Regions from separate parts of the Gossypium hirsutum genome. Here regions 1 and 2 are each linked to region 3. The links are chromatin contacts, called in public Hi-C maps. All regions are on one chromosome and are shown on one strand. Each heading gives the region's core, a stretch centred on a gene start, on an enhancer-like site or on the middle of the called end of the contact. The rest is flanking DNA. Distances are from core to core; before and after follow the strand shown.

Region 1 (2,704 bases), core at 89-2,588, 660 kb before region 3:
GTTGATGAAGACCACTAAACAACGATAAAGTAAGGATGGGAGGAAGAATAAGGAAGATGATGGGTTAGCGATGGAAAAAAAGAAGGTACATATATATATTTTTTGGAAATTGTTTATAATTATTTAAAATATTTTTATAATTTTTTTTAATTTTAAGGGAAGTTATTGGACACGTGATAAAAATATAATAACTTGATAAAGTTAGTGGCTATTATATAATTTTTTGAATGTTGCGTGAGTAAAACCTATTTTTAAATCCAAATTGTTTATTTGGATAACAAATAAAAAATTGGATTTGAATTTGGGCAAATCTAAGTCCAATTTCATAAGAGTTAAATTTTGGATTTCAAAATACATTTTAAAGCTTGGGATTTCAAAATACATTTTAAAGCTTGGGATTTTCAAAATACAAAATTAACTAAAAAAACATGAGAACTTATTTGTTCTCTCTTCTTTCATAGTTATTTCAAAATTCAAATAATAAATAATTAATTTTACTTATAATATATCATCAACGAAACTCAAAGTTTTCAAAATTAGACTAGTAGGCAAACCGACCAAATTATTAGTTTCGATTTAATCGGTTTGACTGATCTAATCGATTTGATTGAATAAATTATTAAAAATAAAAACTACAAATAAAAATTGATTTGACCATCGGTTCGATCTGTCTAATCAGTTTAATTGGTTCACAAGTCAACAAATCTAACCTCTTTTTTGGACTAGTACCTCGACCAATTTCTGATCTAATTGGTCTAATCGGTCATTCAGTTCAATTTTGAAAATAGTGGCGATACTTCATGCACTTAATTTAATACAATATAAATATTCAAAAAAAATTCATTTATACCATAATTTTCAAAAATTTAATTTATAAACCCCTAACTTTTAATTTATAATTTCCATAATTGGACCATCGTTTGCTGGCCCAATCGGTTCAATCAATTCGACCAGTTCGATCAGTTTGACTCCTACGACTGGTTCGATCAATCCATATGATTTTATTAAACAAATCATTAAAAATTCATAAAAAAATGGTTCAACCGTCCAATCAATTGATTCATATCGGTCCCTAGGTCAACTGATCCAATGCTTTTCTCCAAAGTACTATCCTGACCGGTTTGCGGTCTAATCGACTAGTCTAGACGGGTTCAAACAACAATGTTCAAATTCTCTTAAATAATTAAATTTTAAAAAATATTTTAAAAATTAAAATTAATTAAAATCCAAATCTAAATTTAAATTATTTTAAATTTCTAAAGAAAATAAGAAATTCAAATCTAGATTTTAATTTCCAAATGCATGTAATTTAAGGAGAAATTATTTTACAATATTGGTTTTTCATTCAAATCGTGCAGTTGAAATGAAAAAACCGAGTCTGACCTGGGAAGCAAAACTTAAATTTTAAAACATAATATATAAAAGAAATTCTCCGTCTATCTCTAAAACATGGTTATCTTCTGTCTTACTCTTTGCTACTCTCCTTCCACTAAGATCTAGGCTTGCCTTCACTCACTTTCTTTTTTAATTATATTGTTAATTATTACTGTTGTTACGAATAAAAGAAACAGAATAGAATCCAGTTTTACTAACTTCGGCTTGATGGACCGGAAGCGAACGGAGAGCCCCAGCTACACGCGCCGGTGGAGTAGTCACTCGGGCACGGGGAGCACTGGCGGCGGTGTTGAGTCACCTGCATTGTCGCCGGCGCATAACCAATCCCGCCACGCGCGTTCTTCCTCCGCCACTGGCATTTCCAGCATAAAGCGCACGCAAAACTTCGCCGCGAAAGCTGCGGCTCAGCGGCTGGCTCAGGTCATGGCTTCGCAAACCACTGACGATGACGATGAAGAAGATGACGGCGACGATCTAGGTTTCCGGTACAGTGCTCCACCTCCTCTCGCTCTGTCTAGAAAAAACACCGCCGCTACGGCTGGTGGTGTCGGTAATAGAACCGCTCTTAACTCTACGAGGATCGGGAGATCTCCTTCACCTGCGGTAGGTTTACTTTATTTGCTAAATTCTTACTGTTCTATTTTTACTCGTTTGCTTTTTCTTTGAAGTAGGGCTTGATCTTTGAGTTCGATACGTCGCAAAGTTGATTTTAGTTGCATTCTGTCTTAAGTTCTGTCGCTACACGTTTAGTATTTTCTTCTAAATTTGGATTTTGTGTTTGATCGAGAAATTTGTTGCTGAGGAATTTGTATTAGGAGAATGTTAATAAAGGAGAGATCAGATTTGATCTCTGAGTTCAATGCGGCACGAAGTTGATATTAGTTGCATTGTGTTGTAAATTCTCTTGCTTTACGTTTTGTGATTTCTTCTAAATTCAGATTGTATACGATCAAAAAATTTGTTGGTAAGATTTGTACTAGGAGAATTTTAATAAATGCAAAATAATAGCGTGGATAATGGTTAATCTAATAATGTTTTATGCATCGATTGCTAATGTTAAACTCCAAACTAGATGTTTTAGTTTACTAGTGTATATGGAGGTCTAACCCGAATATCTGATACTCTGGGACTAGTTAGCACGGAACTTGGTAGAGGAAGCACCATCAGTTCGATCGACATCAACTGGAAGGTCATCAATGTCTCTTCGTACAGCACCACCTGTACCGCCGCCCAATAAAACATCACTGAGGACTGCTGTATCTCTACCTTCTGAGTCTCCGAAAAACCGACAACCAGAGAAAAGGTATAA
Region 2 (2,700 bases), core at 82-2,581, 710 kb before region 3:
TTGTTTGATTTATTTGCTATCAAGACAATCACATCTATGTCTCTATCTTTTGGGAGTTATTTGCTCTAATACCCAAGACAAGGTACCTCCCTAAATGGACTTGATAGACGACATAATAATCTTTTAACCGATTTGCTTGATTATAATTAGGCTATGGACCATTAGATTACTTACTGATATATATTAGTTAAATAGTAAGTAATCAACAAGCCAATATTTGCTTGTTCATTTTGCTTTGCATGCAAAAACGATTGAGGACAAATACAAATGATATTAATGTGAAAGATGGAATTTTATTAAACCAATTTGTTTGAAAAAGTTAGAAATTACATATGATGAAAAACCTAAGGGCACTAATATCAACAAGCAGTAGCTGAAAAGCTATAAGAAAGGGAAATATGTATTGATACCTTGCTAGATACTGATACATAGCACCAAATATTAGAACATGTGGGCTATGTATTTATACCTAATTCCTTGGGTAGTGCTACTGAATTGTTTTGGGTGTTTTGAGCCATCTGAAGCTCGTTTTTTGCTTCGAGCACCTCTAAACACTCACGAAAGATTTCTAAATGATTTGAGATTATTTCAAAACATTCAAGTTGATTTTAGCTCATTTTTACGATTTTATTTATATTGTTTCAAAGCTTAAAATCTTAAATATTTTCAAGATTATTAATTTATATATGCTTTAGTGACATCTTCCATCCGTATTGGGAGTCAGGACAAGTGAAGAGTATTATATGATAATTGGGGAAGGACTGTATGAAACAGATATGCTACATCATCCAGTATCTCTTACCAATTATTTTATGCCATTTCAACATCTTTTTTCATGTCATTGACACATCATTTTGGTAAATTTTTCAACTTGAACCTTGGACCCTAAACCCTAGACCTTGGATCCCAGACCCTGAATCCAAAATCTTGGACCCTAGACCTAAAGGTTTAAGATCGAGGGTTTAAGGTCCAAGGTCTAAGGTTTACTGTCCATAGTCTAGGGTCTAGAGTCCAAGGTCTAAAGTTAAAGGTCTAAGGTCCAAAATCTAAAATCAAGGATCCATAGTCCAAAGTTTAAGATTTAGGGTTCGGGTTAAAAAAATTACCAAAATAATGTGTCAATGACATAAAAAAAATATTGAAATGACGTTAAATAATTGATAATAGATTTAGAATGACGAGGCATATCTATCTATTACAATCTTTTTCCTATGATGATTGGGAATGATGCTAGGTTTTATATGCGATGACATTTTGCGTTAATTGAACCCCAAAACAAAATCAAATTCGAATTTAAATATATGGGATTGGCTTTTGGGTTAACTTAGATTTTGCGAGCTTAAATATATGTATACTCTACATATGATAGTAGTTGGTCGTAAAGTCGTAGTACTGAGTAATAAAGGTGGAAAAGTCTAAAAGCTTGCAAGTTGCAACTACCCACTTCACCTCTGCCACAGCCAGTCCGGTCTTTGCAAAGCATACCGCTCTCTACATCTTTGGTAGATGGATTGTTAAAAAGCACAAGCCCAGTTAGCATTTATTTTTCTATTTTGCCTTTTAATTTTCTACTTTCCTACTCTTATTAAACATTCCCACCGATTCCTTGCTTTTTTCAACCATTCATTCAATCCCCTCTCTCTTTCTCTCCGTGTGTGTCTCAGTTCTATTGCTGATAAACCCTGTGGAAATTAATAGAGAATTGCATTTTCTGAATATCAGGCGGTTTTATATTTTCATTTACTAAATCCGGAAGATCCCAAAAATTTTGTTATACTGTTTTAGTTTCTCAGTTTAAACCCACAGGGAGCATTAGGGTTTCTTAGCGGAATTCTGATGATCAGCTTTTGGCTCTTTGGTTTTGGAGGTTAGTATATGCTGTTCTTTGTATATCGTATTATTTTTATTCCCTGCCTTATTGCTTAGCATTTGAAAAAGTATCTTCATTTCTTTGCCATCGTTTCTACTTTTCAATAACCAATATTTTAGTTTCTTTTTTAAAGAAAAGAGAAGAGCAATCCATTGAACTCACGACTTGGTTAATGTTTTTTTTTAAATTGTTTTTATAATTTCGCTAGAGAATCACTTTGATACTTTTCCTTTTTCTTTTTTATTTTGCCCGTTTCTAGGATTAAAGATAGAGTTGTGATGGGAGTAAAGGTTGCCCCCCTGCAATTTATTGTCTTAGTTGCTTCTTTTGCAGTCCTGCTTGTGGCTTCTGACACTGTAAGATTGTACAATCTAAAAGTTATATGCAAGTTGTAGAATTTATAACTTGCATTCAGAATCTGAATGTTTCTCTTTTTGTCATCACTTTGGTATCTCAGGCCTCTAACGGATGGACTGCACCTTCTAACAATTCTTCCAAGTATAAGGGTAATGAAGGTGCTGGATTTGTTAAATTTGTTAATTGTTGTGGTAAATATTGACATTTTTTTGAAGATTAAGTTGTTTCATTTTGTTGGGTCAAATAGCAGAATGCCCTTCGGGATGGGTTCTTGCTCCAAATAAAACTAAGTGCTTTGGGTACAATGAAAGTTTGGAATCATGGGATGAATCTGAGATCCATTGTAAACGATATCATGGACACTTAGCTGCCCTAACATCATTTGAAGAACTAAACTTTGCACAACATCTGTGTGGCCAAAGTGTCAATGGTTGCTGGGTTGGAGGAAGAGTTAGCAATTCGACTATCAGTTC
Region 3 (2,700 bases), core at 184-2,683:
ACGCAACTATAAATAAGCAATAAAAGATAAAGCTATTGAGCAGACCTTCTCTAACTTCTCGAATGACTCTGCCTTTCGAGGTATCCAACCATTGATGGCTTCCCCAGCTACTGCTGCTAGCCAAGAAGGCCAACCAGCGACCACCTGTGCACCTCTTTCGCCACCAGTTGCATTTATGATCCTGGACATCCTCGGCTGCCCTTGTCCACCCCTCCCATCCGCCTCCGTTGTTGGACGCCTTTGCAGCTCGGGTGGGGCCCCTTTAGACCTCTCAAAAACAGCCAACGCTGCCTTCTTTTCTTCATCATCAGAAGAGGACGAAGGCCCTGAAACGGCACTGTGGTTTGGCTGCTGATTCGAGATCAACCGTGCAGTGGCATCCGCCTCAACCACCACATTGTCCCTTTTAAAGGAAACAGATAACTTTTTTGCGGTTTTTCTCGAGTTCTTGTGGGCCTTGTCTCTTTTTCCATGGTTATTTTCAACGTATTCATTTGCTCGAGAACCTTTCGAGCAAATGCAACCCATAATTTATAGCCTCAGTTTGTTTTCCAATCAGGAAACTGCCTCATTCAATGTAGTTCCCTTCCTTGTTGTAGGATTCAATGATCCTCAAAAAAAAAAAAAGTCCTAATTTTCTCTCTTGAATGTTGGAATTGTTAGGATAAAAAAGAAGGTTTGGAATTTTTTATTTTGAATTACATAAAAGGAATGCAGCTTTCTAGTGAATCAGAAAGACCCAGATCGCAAATCAAAAGGATATCCCAAACAGATTGCTAATTCGAGAGATCCCAAAAAGCTTAAAGTACAATCAACAAAAACCAGATCCCCAAATCGAAGAAAATAACTCAAACGAACCGAGAAACGGATCAATATGTGAATTATATGAACCAAATTTCGGGACCCAAAAACAATTAAAACGAAATGCATATAAACTAAACCAATCCAGCAATGAAAAAAAATACCTTTTTGTAATATGTAATTGTCTAAATTTGATAGAGACATAAAATTGAAGTAAATGTATGATAAAAAGATACAAATAACCCTAGCCAAAAAATATTTTGGGGAAGTTAAATGAAATTCTGAAAACAGAGGTTTTTACTTGGACAAAAATACCTTCTTTCGAACAATGCAAAATGTTTACAATTGGTTCTTACTTCTTACAAAACAAAGAGATAAAAGCGGATCTGCGTATCAGCCCTAAGATTACGAATAGCCCTTGAAAAATATAATTTTGGTTAAAACATAGTGTCCATAATTTGAACTCTTCCCTCTTTTTACAAATTGAACAAAATCAGAGTTTTGTTTTCTAGTCTCTACAAGACCAGAAAGAAGAAAGTAAAAAAGAAGAAGAAGAAGAAGAAGAAGAAGAATGAGTGATCTGTTTTGAAAGTGAAAGGAAAATTTGCAGTGTTTGGGAGAGAGAGAGAGAGGAGAAAATAAAAACAAAAAGAATGTTTAAAGGAGAGGAGGTGGTTGAACGCGCCGCACCGCACGAGTGGAGAGTGGAAGAGGTGCAACGTGGCATGTAGTGGAGGTTTGAGTGTGGTCCCCGGGGTAGGCGGAGATCCAGGCTGATAGCGACACATCACTTAATGGATTCAACTCCTATTTTCGGCCCTCACCAACGTTATAGTCTTTGGGTTCAGCCTAGAGCTCACCCTTTATGCCCCAATCTATATTCTATGCATCCATACCAATCCTATAAATCTATATAATTAGTTTTCTATCCGTCGGATGGACCAATTTCTTGTCTTTTAAAATAATAATATACTAATTAAAATTTTGAGAAAATAATATTTGATTTCTTTTGTATTTTATTTTTTATTAAAAGAATATAAAATTATTTTTTTATAAAATAAATAGATAGAGAGTAAAGAATAAAAAGAATAGGAGAGCAAAGTGAGTGTATTTTTACTGATAAATCAAAATATTTATAAAGTTTCTCCATAGTCTCTATTTATAAGCATAATAAGTATAAATAGAGTGAAGATCTAATTCTAATGACTATTAAAATTTAAAGTTCATTAAAATTTATCTTGATCTTAATGGACATCCACTTAATAAGATATTCATAAGACTCCCCTTTAGATGTCTATTGGTAGATAATGTGTCTCGCTAAAACCTTACTAAGATAAAAACCCTGTAAGAAAAAAATTCCTAATGAAAGAAAAATAGTACACATATTTATAATATGCATAATATGTCGTCTCATTAAAAACCTTATAAAAACTCAATGGGACAAAACCTCAGTTAAGAGAAAAATAGTACAACGCGTATTTATTCCTCCTCATGAAAACATCACATACTTTCTCATATTCTACATATTCAATCTTGAATACTAGCTTTTCAAATGACTATTTGAATATGCTTGCTAAGCATTTATATTACCATTCTTTTGAAAGTCATAAGTGAGGAAAAATTTTGGGGAAATATATTTTGATCTCTTCAGGAGTTTCAACAATAATCATAACAAACTTTAATCATGATTCTTCTATAAAAACACAAATAAGTTTTTTTTTATCATTTTATAATCCTCCTTCAACTACTATTTACCATATATATTCAAATTATTTCAATTCATATAAATGAAGAATTTTCCGAGAATTTCAATATGCTTCTAGCATTCTAAATCCTTTAATGATTTTAATATAAACTTTACTATATAGTGATTCATAAAAGGTTGTAACCATAACCATT

What was found. A called contact is a pair of places that touch in the nucleus more often than the background predicts.
Region 1: a Hi-C map of leaf shows a contact between it and region 3, with 2.1 times the contacts expected there. The contact joins the promoter of LOC107925328 here to the promoter of LOC107941339 in region 3. A contact is called at or near these places in 8 of 34 Hi-C or Micro-C datasets (anther, leaf and seedling).
Region 2: a Hi-C map of leaf shows a contact between it and region 3, with 1.9 times the contacts expected there. The contact joins the promoter of LOC107925341 here to the promoter of LOC107941339 in region 3. A contact is called at or near these places in 2 of 34 Hi-C or Micro-C datasets (both in leaf).

What each region holds. Positions count from the first base shown.
Region 1 is chrA01:65,214,526-65,217,229 of Gossypium_hirsutum_v2.1, forward strand. LOC107925328 (coiled-coil domain-containing protein SCD2) reads left to right here and starts at 1,339. Exons shown (of 17, transcript XM_041100386.1): 1 at 1,339-1,998; 2 at 2,529-2,698. The coding sequence starts at 1,603.
Region 2 is chrA01:65,171,872-65,174,571 of Gossypium_hirsutum_v2.1, forward strand. It overlaps LOC107925341 (C-type lectin receptor-like tyrosine-protein kinase At1g52310), which reads left to right and starts at 1,332. Exons shown (of 6, transcript XM_016856012.2): 1 at 1,332-1,867; 2 at 2,130-2,226; 3 at 2,328-2,376; 4 at 2,478-2,700. The coding sequence starts at 2,149.
Region 3 is chrA01:65,877,463-65,880,162 of Gossypium_hirsutum_v2.1, forward strand. LOC107941339 (probable serine/threonine-protein kinase At1g09600) reads right to left here and starts at 1,434. Exons shown (of 8, transcript XM_016874894.2): 1 at 46-1,434. The coding sequence starts at 528.